2 separate regions of the Astyanax mexicanus genome follow, and region 1 is linked to region 2. A link is a contact called in public Hi-C data. All regions are on one chromosome and are shown on one strand. The core of a region is the stretch at or near the end of the contact, and the rest is flanking DNA. Distances in the headings are between cores, read along the strand shown. Region 1 holds the start of si:dkeyp-97a10.3. Region 2 has its middle 29 kb from the start of si:dkeyp-97a10.2.

Region 1 (5,261 bases), core at 67-2,566, 110 kb before region 2:
GTCTCTTAGATTCCTGTTTTCAAGTTTAGTGTTTTGTAGTTTTGTATTCAGTGTAACTTTGGTTTATTTTGTTTGTTTGTTTGTTTGTTAATTTGTTTTAGTTTGTTAATTTAAATAAATATAATTATTCTGCACTTACGTCCATCCCCTCACTTTTGTAACATAAATAGACTGATATTTCTTTGAAAATTGCTACATTAGTCATTGGAATGCCTAATTTATGTGTTTCTAAATGTAGAAAACATGACAAAAAATGTGCAAATAAAAAAACGACATAGAGAAAACTGTATAAAAAACTTAAGCAAACAAAAATAGGTTATAAGTTATACTGATATCGACTCCAGTTCGCAATACTGCACCTTCCTTTTTCACTTACAGTTACATTGCACACACACTCATCACACACCGGTGAGAATTCACAGCCAATCATGTACAGCATACCCTTAACCGGAAACCACCTCCACCGCGAGGACTGCAGAGTGCCGATCTATATCATTTTTAGGGTGTATTTAATTTAAAATATCCAATTTACTTGATTTCCATGTTTTTGGACTGTGAGAGGAAACCAGTGTCCTTGGAGGAAACCCACACAGATAGGGACTTGAACCCAAGACCCAGTGCTGGGAGGCAAACGTGCTAACCACTAGGCCACCGTAGCTCGTTTAGCCTTGATAGCACATACGATAGCATAAGGCACACGTGAGGCTTGTTTTCTCCTAGTGTTTGTTCCTTCTCCAGCCCTGAGGGAGTTTTATAAATATAAAAACTGGAATCGGTTGAGTTGTTTTAGTCTTATTATTGAGTTCTATTGATTTTATTCAGTCATTTTATTCCATGAAGCAAGCTAGAAATGTTCTACATTTTGTGGCTGATGTTAAAATATTATCTTTTTCTGTCTTTTCAATCAATATTTTTAACATTTCAAATTAGGATTAAGTTTTATGTTTGGTTCTGTTCCTCGACTATATGATAAACTATCCTCTTAAAACATTGTTTGTTTTTCTTTTGGGCGTTTCCTGAAAGTATCAATATGAACTCTCTGTTCCACCTTAAAAAACATAAAGCCACAGTTACGGCTGAAATATTTAAGGTGGAATGAAGAATTCAAATAAGAAGCTAATGAACTGAATATAAACCAGACAAATATATTAAGCATATTTAAACCTCTATTACGTAATAATAATAATAATAATAACATGCGTATTAATCAGTACTCACTGTTCACTCCTCTGTTAGCAGTCATGATATTATATAATTCATATCCATCCGGAGATCCGAACACACGATCTGCTGCCTACAGGAGAAAACAGAAGTATGACATCATCACTACCTGTCTCACCTCTTCCTGATTTACCTGTTTGTCCTGCTATGAGAGACACACCTCACAGCACAGCTTAGCTAAAAGGCTAAAGGCTAGCACAGGTGAGTTTCTGTCTGATCTTTACTGGAATTGTTAAAAATGATATGAAACTATTAAGCCTCCTGTTTTTAACCTTAAAATTTACATTTTATCTCATTAATTTTACTGTAAACATGTACATTATATATATATAGTACTTTGAGGTCGGCCTTCATATATTTGGTACCACTTTAAAATAAGACTACCCTTATAAAGGGTTTATAAAGGGTTTATAAATTAGATTATTAATCATTATTGATTAGGTTGTAAACGCCTTAAAATCCATTGATAAGCTTGATGTTTGATGCAAAGCATCAATTAAAAATGCAACAGTGATCCATTCTTTCAGTATGACAAAAAAGCAAAAACGAAAGAAATCTATAGGGGCAAATACTTTTTCACGCCACTGTATACCAATCAATCAATCAATCAATCAATCAATCAACCTTTATTTTGGCTCGGATTTACATTGAGGGCAACCCTCATTTACAATGTAGCTGAGCATTTACAGAAACAAGGATTGACATGACAAAGAAAATAATAACTAAATTTAATTATTTAAAAATAACAGTAAATAAAGTATAAAAATAGATTAAAAAAATAAAAATAGAATTAGAACAAAATAAAAAAATAATAATTAATAATAATTATAATAAACCTTGGTTTAATTGATAAAAAATTCAGATCAAAAGAAAATAACTTACTTTTACATAATACAATAAAAATACAAATAAATAAATTAACTAAAAAAATAAAAGCAATAATAATAATAATAATAATAATAATAATAATAATAATAATAATAATAATAATAATAATAATAATAAGGAAACAAATAAAAAGGAAATAAAAAATCAAAAGAAGACCTAAAATAAAAAATGAAAGTTAAGAATAAATAAGATTTAGTAAAACAGGTACAGGCTGTCTGAAGGTGGTTAGATATTAAATGTTTAAATTGATTTAGTGACTCCAGTGAGCTGAGTGTATATAAACTTTTAGAGAGTATTGCGAGTATTGTGTTTTAAAGCTGCATTGTTTTAAATAGAAAAGAAAATAAGCTTAATACAACAAAAATTAGTTAAAATTAGCTAAAACTAACTTTTACATAATACAAATAAATCAATAAACTAAAAAAATAAAAGCAATAATAATACAAATAATAGTAATAATAATAAAAGAAAATCAAAATAAGTTTAAAAGCAAGAATACAAAACTGTTTAAAAAATGAATAATAATAATAATAATAATAATAATAATAATAATAATAATAATAATAATAATAATAAAAGAAAATCTAAATAAGTTTAAAAGCAATAATACAAAACTATAATAAATAATAAATAATAATAAAAAATATAATAATAATAATAATAATAATAATAATAATAATAAGAAGAAGCAGAAGAAAACAAATAAAAAGGAAATAAAAAACTAAAAGAAGAACTAAAATAAAAATTAAAAGTTAAGAATATTGTGTTTTAAAGCTGCATTGTTTTAAATAAATTAATTATTTAATGTAAAGGATGAATTATTTATTACAGTATGTGTTTGTGTTGTGTCTCTGCTGCTCCACTAGATGGCTCTGATGGTTCTCCCCATCCTGCTGCAGGAGACTACAGTGCACCAGCGCTGGTGTCATACACTGCATACAGAGTACTGATGCTGGGGTATGACTGTGTTGGTTCAGCAGCTGAGATGACTTATATTAAAACCATCCCTAATTATATAATTTAGTACCAGTAATTAGTAGGTTGTACACACCTTGAGTTCAGTGTTTTTTTTTCTCATTATTTTAAATGTTCTTCATTGTAGATTAATACTAAAGTCATCCATACTATGAAAAAAAACACATGGAATTGTATTTATTTATTTAATAGTTTATTTAACAGGGACAGTGTACATGATTTAACATTACTGTAAATGCAGCAGAATTCACCTATCACATAGATAGATAGATAGATAGATAGATAGATAGATAGATAGATAGATAGATAGATAGATAGATAGATAGATAGATAGATAGATAGATAGATAGATAGATAGATGGTATGACGGTATCACCTGCATACATCTGTATATAGACACCTGGGCAAACTGAGGGTAAGTCAATTGTATGAAGTGAAAATAAAAAATATAAAGTGAAAATAAAGTGAATTATTGAATATACAAACCAGAATATGTTTTATATTTTAGTTTCTTGATAGTAGCACCTCTTGTTTAGATTAGACAGTTCCGCACCTCTCTGATGGATTTTCTCAGTCAGATTAATGAGGTAGAGTCTCCTGGAATTCAGGCTAATTTCAGTTAACAGCTGTGCTGAACTCATCAAGAGTTAATTACTTGAATTTCTAGTCTCTTAATAAAGTGTTTGAGAGCATCAGTTAAAGTAAAGTAGTGAAGAGGTAGAGTTACAGGTATACAGTGAATAGTGAATATTTGAGTAATGTTCTAATCCAGATTATGAGAATCAACAAAAAAGGTCGTATTACATAATTTTTCAATCATTTTAAAATGTCTAGTTGTGGTCTCTAGTATTAATGTATGCCATGCAAGCAGGGTTTGTTTTTTTTTTGCTAACAGAACTGCGAGGCAGTGAGACGAACAAGAATTAGACACATTTTAAAATAAAGACATTTTTAAAAACAGTCTTTGCAATGTCATATGTTACTTTACAACATATGTAATAATGCCATGATAAGTGGTAGTTTTTTGCTTACTTATTCATTTATACACTTAATTAAGGGGCACTTTGGGGCAGCTAGGGCAGAAAGAGCCAAACTGGCAGGTGCTCCAGCCCCCTCCGCCCCTCCCTCTGCACGTGCCTGTTGCACAGGATAAGTTTATCAGAGTTTCCAGCCTCAGAAACCACAAGTTTAACCCAGTTTAACCCCAGATAAGAGCACATAAACGCTTCTTCACAGAGTATTTTTTTGGTTTGTTTAGCACTTTTTAAGTTACTACATGATTCCTCTTATGTGTTTCTTCATAATCTGGATCACTTCACTATTCATTTACTATGTAGGTGTGTCCAAACTTTTGACATTTGAGAAAGCTGTATAAAATGTGGAAAAAGTTATTAAAAGTCAAGGTTAACCATTCCTCTATATCGTCGCTGTCCAATGAAAAACAGCAACTTTACAGGAGAGAGAAAAAAACCTTGTAAACCTTCAATGGAAGTCAATGTAAAAAGAGATTATTTCAGGTCATTTTGAAGAATTTCTATTGGTCCGTTCATTAAGAAATTTTGGCACAGTGTAAGGGACAGCTTGTCTGTTCAAATTATGGGTAACACTTAATTTTAAGGAACACAAATTAGGCGCTTATTAATGTCTTATTTATTATTTGCTTAATAAAGCCTTAATTAGACATTTGTAAATGATTTATTCACTATTTATTAGGCTTTATTCTGTGTTTTAAGTGTTATAATGGCTGTATTAGTGTCACGGGTGACCCAGGCAGGGAGACGAGGAGGCGGACACAAGTGCAGGTAGGGTGAAATCAATAAATAATAATTTAATAAATAAATATAAATACACCAGGAAACGAGAAACAAGTAAACACTTAAACATAAAACAGGGAGATATATACAAGGATCAAGGGAGTGAACTAAATAAATTAAACTAGATAAACAAATAACCAAAAACCAAAACAAACGAGAGAAACCAGAGAACATCAACTAAACCAACAAGAGATAATAAATAGCAAAATAAACTGGGAGTAAATAAACAAAGAAACAAACGAGGGACTGAATAAATACAATACTAAACAAGGCAGGGATATATACAAGGAAAACTAACAAGAGGCTAAACTAGACAGGGATAAATAAACTACGCAGGGAACTAAAGGGAACAAGAAACAAGAA
Region 2 (5,097 bases), core at 26-2,525:
GTAGACAGAGCAATGAAGACAAAACCATACCATAAACGAGAGACAGTCCAGAGTTCATACACAAGCAATCCAGTATCAGAGATAATCCAAGAGGCGGTGGTGAAAGCACAGTCCAGGTCATACACAAAACAATCCAATATCAAAGGCAGAGGCAAGAATCGGCGTCGAGAAACAAAAAGCAAGGTCATACACAAAGTAAACTGAGACAAGAGATAAGTACGGTAACGCTTTGTACGAGGATAACCTACAATACGCGGCGTGGTAGTCTGTTTGGCGTGCACCTTTATAGTGCCAGTAATCAGTATTCGGGACTTCCTGGAGGAAGCAGGTGAGGTGTCACGTGATCAGGTGTGTGCGTGATGTCAGCGGGTGGTGCATTCTGGGTAGTGTAGTTGTTAACCTGAGAACCTCCGTTAGAGCTTGGTGTGGAAGGGACAGAGGAGCTAACAGCACCAGACGTGACAGCAGCCTTCATCAATGGCTAATCAGGCTGCACTGAAAAGCTTAATATGCTTGTTAAAGTTATGATCTCTAGAATGTGGAATTGTGTTTTTTGATTTCCCGTTTTTATTTCTGTATGCAGAGCTCTATCCAGAAGCTGTGATTGGCTGCGCAGTATCCGGCATGTGCTGAAAGTGAGCGTTGTGATTGGCTCAGATCATCGGTAGTCAACATCCTATCTAAAAGGGATCAGCTGTCCCATTTCCCCAATTACAGCTCCTTCCCTCCATTCCTCCTCCTCCTCTCCTCTCCTCGATTCCTCCACCTTCTTCCGGGGTAGGAGAGGAGAAGTAGGAAAAGAGGAGTAGCAAAAGTTTTTGGATGCAGCCAGAGTCTGATGTTAAGCTAAAGAGCTAAAGGCTAAAGCTGTTGCCATGTGGGTCAGCTAGACGTGACTCTTCCTGTAGCAGTGTTCTCCAGTTTCCAGTGCTTTAGCACCACCTATTCATCCTAGAGAAGTTTAGCTCCACCCATCCGTTCTACAAATGTGTAGCTCCACCCAATCAGCCTACAACAGTACAGTACTTTAGCCCCACCCAATCAACCAGTAGAGCTTGGTTTTTAAAGAACAAAGGTCATTTACATATTCCTACAGACACTTTAATACACTTCACTATTAAATACGTTTTAGTATTTTTTTAATTTTGTGGGATAAAGAAAGCTATAAAAATGGTAAACCTACTGTTACCTGCAGAGGTGGGGGAACCGTGGGTCTGTCCCAGCTGGCATGCATTGGACTGATTAGGCAGCCAACTGGGACCCGCATAAAGACCCTGCCTCAGCCTTCACTCTAGAGAGATGCTGAGGTTGAGAAAAAGGCTGAGGCAAAAACTCAAGACTCAAGAACTTTAAGTATTAAGTGACTAGAGGCCCACTGGGCTGTCTGATATGATTTAAGTTTGTTTTGGGTGTTGGTGGAGGCTGTTTTGCCAAAGAAAGCTGTGTGTTGTGTTCATTCACTCCCTGTGTCTATGTCTCTCTGTGTTTTAGGACTATTGGGTCATGGTGGCCACGCCCCTATCCCCAGGGGTGCTGTCACACTACATAAATATTTTTTTTTTATAAATCAGGGGATACAAGACAAATAAATAACAAATCCCATTTAAAAGATAAGGCAGAATTTTGAATGCATCTAAACGTGAAATATTGTTGTAATATCTAATTCTTAAACAGAACCATGTGATCCACTGGCAGCTCGCTCCTCACTTTATTTTCTTTGGCAAATTTCCAGATACTTTGGCTGAATTTCATGTGAACTCATTGAACCTAATTTAACTCCGTAACCGCATGTGCAGCGAACGCCTCAGTCTGAGATTTGCTGTCTTTAGAGTGTAATGTTAGTAAAACATGTTAGACTACATCAGCAGCAGTGCGTTTAATATGCTGTTATTTTAAACAGAAGATTAACTGGATTTAATCATTGCAAAAATCTAATCTAAGACCCATATTTTATTCACACAGTGTAAAACCCAATAAGTTGACTTAACTCTTAGTCAAAAAAGTACAGTGAACTTAACAAATACATATACATATATATTTAAAATTAATTAATTAATTATTAAATATTTTATTTACTCAAGTACTGTTTACTACATTGTTTTTAGTAAGAATTACATAATTAATGCATAATTTCTGCCATTTTAATCAGAACACAAAATATATGATAGTATATTATTTTTTAATTATTTATATTAATTGCTTTGCATATTAATTCTACTTTGAAGGTCAAGTGAATAAAATTGTAGATTTATATTTAAACTTCTTTTTTTTTTATATCATTCAACATTTTTTTTAAATACTCATAGAAAAGATAGTAAATATATGTTCTGCAAGTTTACATAAGGTATCCCGGGGTGAATCACTACACACTGATGGTGAGTGTCAGAAACTGGGTATGCAAATAGATTGTGACAGAAGCCAATGGAAAAGAAAGCTGCCAATGACAACAGACTAAACTCAGTTATTATAAGTTGGTTCAACTCAAAGGTCTCAGTTTCAATAGTACAGTATATGTGCCCACAAATGTTCAACTAACTCAAATTAGCTGGGTATTGTTTAGAAATATCATTTTTTAAAATGTAAAACAGACTTTTTTTTTTTTTTTTTGAGTTCAAAAAACTTCTGGGTTTACAGTGCACCAGCACACAAAACACATTCGATTCTAAAAAAATCATTTCATTTAAAAAAGTTGGAAACGGGAAACAAACTCACATGACTGGGTATAAAAGTTAACCCATTAAACCCATTTTAGAGAAGTGGAGACTCTTAAAAGAAAAGATGAACAGAGCTTCACCAATTTGAGAAAATCTAAAAAAAATATCCATTAATGAAAATACCAGACAATATCAGACAATAATATCATTAAAAGTTTCAGAGAATCTGGAGAAATGTCTGTGAGTAAGTCCTGTAAAAGGCCTACAGTCAGTGTTCTGGTGGATGCTTGGGAACTGCGTTAAAAAACAGGCAGTAATCATGCTGTAATCTATGGAAGCCCATTCTAAGCCCACCTAAAAAAAATAAAAAATAATCCAGCACATTTTTTTTGTTATTAAATAAATCACTATTTCAATATTTATACATACTAAGTCTTTATTTTAAAGCAGTTTTGAGATAGTATCTCAAAATAATGACTTAGTATCTCATAATAATGACTTAGTATCTCAATATATTGAGATAGTATGTTAAAATAAAGACTTAGTTTCTCAAAATATTGAGATGGCATCTCAAAATAATGACTTAGTATCTCTAAATATTGAGATAGTATCTCAAAATAATGACTTAGTATCTCTAGATATTGAGATAGTATCTCAAAATAATGACTTAGTATGTCAAAATAATGTCTTAGTTTCTCAAAATATTGAGATAGCATCTCAAAATAATGACTTACTATCTCAAAATAATGACTTAGTATGTCAAAATATTGAGAAAGCGTTTACTTAATAATAATAAAAAAAAGTTGCTGGATTATTTTCATTTTTTTGGCGGGAATGGGCTTCCATAGTAATCCACAAATGCAGATTAAAGATGGATCGTACCAGGAAGAAGCCATATACTATCAACCCCATTGAAAAATGCTGCCGTCATCTCTGAGCCAAAGTTCATTTAAAATGGACTGAAGCAAAATAGAAAACTGATCTGTGGTCAGATTCATCAAATTAGAGTTTTGGCTGGATTTTTGAGCTTTCGCTAAGAGAAGACGATGGTGTTTCTGCGTGGTGTTGATCTACAGTGGTTTCCAAAAGTATTCATGAATGAAAGTATTCCTTAATTGTGTTCAATACTTAAATGTGTTTTATTGAGATTTTACGTGATAAACCAACACAAAGTATACATAAGCATATAATTGTGAAGTGGAACTAAAATAAAAACATGGTTTTCAAAATCTTAATCAAATACCAATCTGAAAAGTATTCAGCCCCCTGTACGCTGAAAAAACCCTAAATCAAATACTGTACAATCAATTGCCTTCAGATGTCTGTGTGTAATTTAGCCTTAGTATAAATATATAAACAGCTGTTCTGTGAAGACCTCAGTGGTTTGTTAGAGAACACTAGTGAACAAACAGCATCATGAATGAACACATGTGGAGTTTTATGTGCTTAACAAAAAAGGTGAAATAACTAAAAACATGTTTTATATTCTAGTTTCTTCAAAATAGCCCCCCTTTGCTCTGATTACTGCTTTACACACTCTTGGCATCATTCTCTCAATGAGCTTCAAGAAGTGGTCACCTGAAATGGTTTCATTTTTAGTTTAGTACATAAAACTCCTTATGTGTTCATTCATAGTTTTGATGCCTTCAGTGAGAATCTACAATATAAATAGTCATGAAAATGAAGAAAACGCACTGAAAAAGAAAAGGTGTGTCCAAACTTTTGGCTTGTACTGTATATATATATATATATGTTGCCTCTTAACAACTATACCTATCTGTACAAAAAATTCTAAGAAATTATTTTTTGACCCTTTTTTAAAATTCTAAAAGGTGGCAACTCTACTAGCTAACTAACTTTTCTGTTCCACCTTAAATGGTGTAACAGATGGCAGGGGCTGCAGCATTTAAGGTGGAATGGAAAAATAAGATAAAATAAAATAAAATAAAAGCTAATCAAAGCTAATTTCAGCTCCCCTACACAGAGGAATTAAGAAATGGACAGTAATAATTCATTTCTGCACCATCTCCCCACTTTCTGAAGACATACAATAAACTCTAAAGTTAACTAGTTAACCAGCAGCAGTTAGGTTGCTGAACTTTAGCGCTCCTGAGGACGTATCCGGTGCTTGAAGGGTTGTCCCAATTCTTAGGGGAAGGATTTCAGTAATTCTTCTTGTAACTCTGTTCTAAGGGGAAGAGTTACACTCGAAAATAAGGGGTAGGGGTAATTGGTAGAGCCAAGGGATGAAATGGAATTGGGCCTTAGGCTTCAAATAACATGCTGTCAAAATCTCTCAACTCGTAAATGTTCCCTGGCCGTGGCTGGCTGGTCTTATCAGTGATGCATATATCCCTGCTGCAGGAGTGTTTTTTTACCACAGGACTTCCTGACCAGAAACACATGTTCCAGTGTTTACATTCACACAGTGTGAAGAGAAATG

The links. A called contact is a pair of places that touch in the nucleus more often than the background predicts.
Region 1: a contact with region 2 is called in a Hi-C map of blood, with 7 times the contacts expected there. The contact joins the promoter of si:dkeyp-97a10.3 here to the enhancer-like site in region 2. A contact is called at or near these places in 2 of 3 Hi-C or Micro-C datasets (blood and muscle).

Annotation. Positions count from the first base shown.
Region 1 is chr1:120,173,766-120,179,026 of AstMex3_surface, reverse strand. It overlaps si:dkeyp-97a10.3, which reads right to left and starts at 1,316. Exons shown (of 9, transcript XM_022686856.2): 1 at 1,219-1,316.
Region 2 is chr1:120,059,034-120,064,130 of AstMex3_surface, reverse strand. No RefSeq gene overlaps it. Among protein-coding and RNA genes, the nearest start is that of si:dkeyp-97a10.2, 29 kb to the left of the region's middle. Within about 2 kb of position 1,275, the one cell type or tissue checked has an H3K27ac peak away from gene starts, as active enhancers do.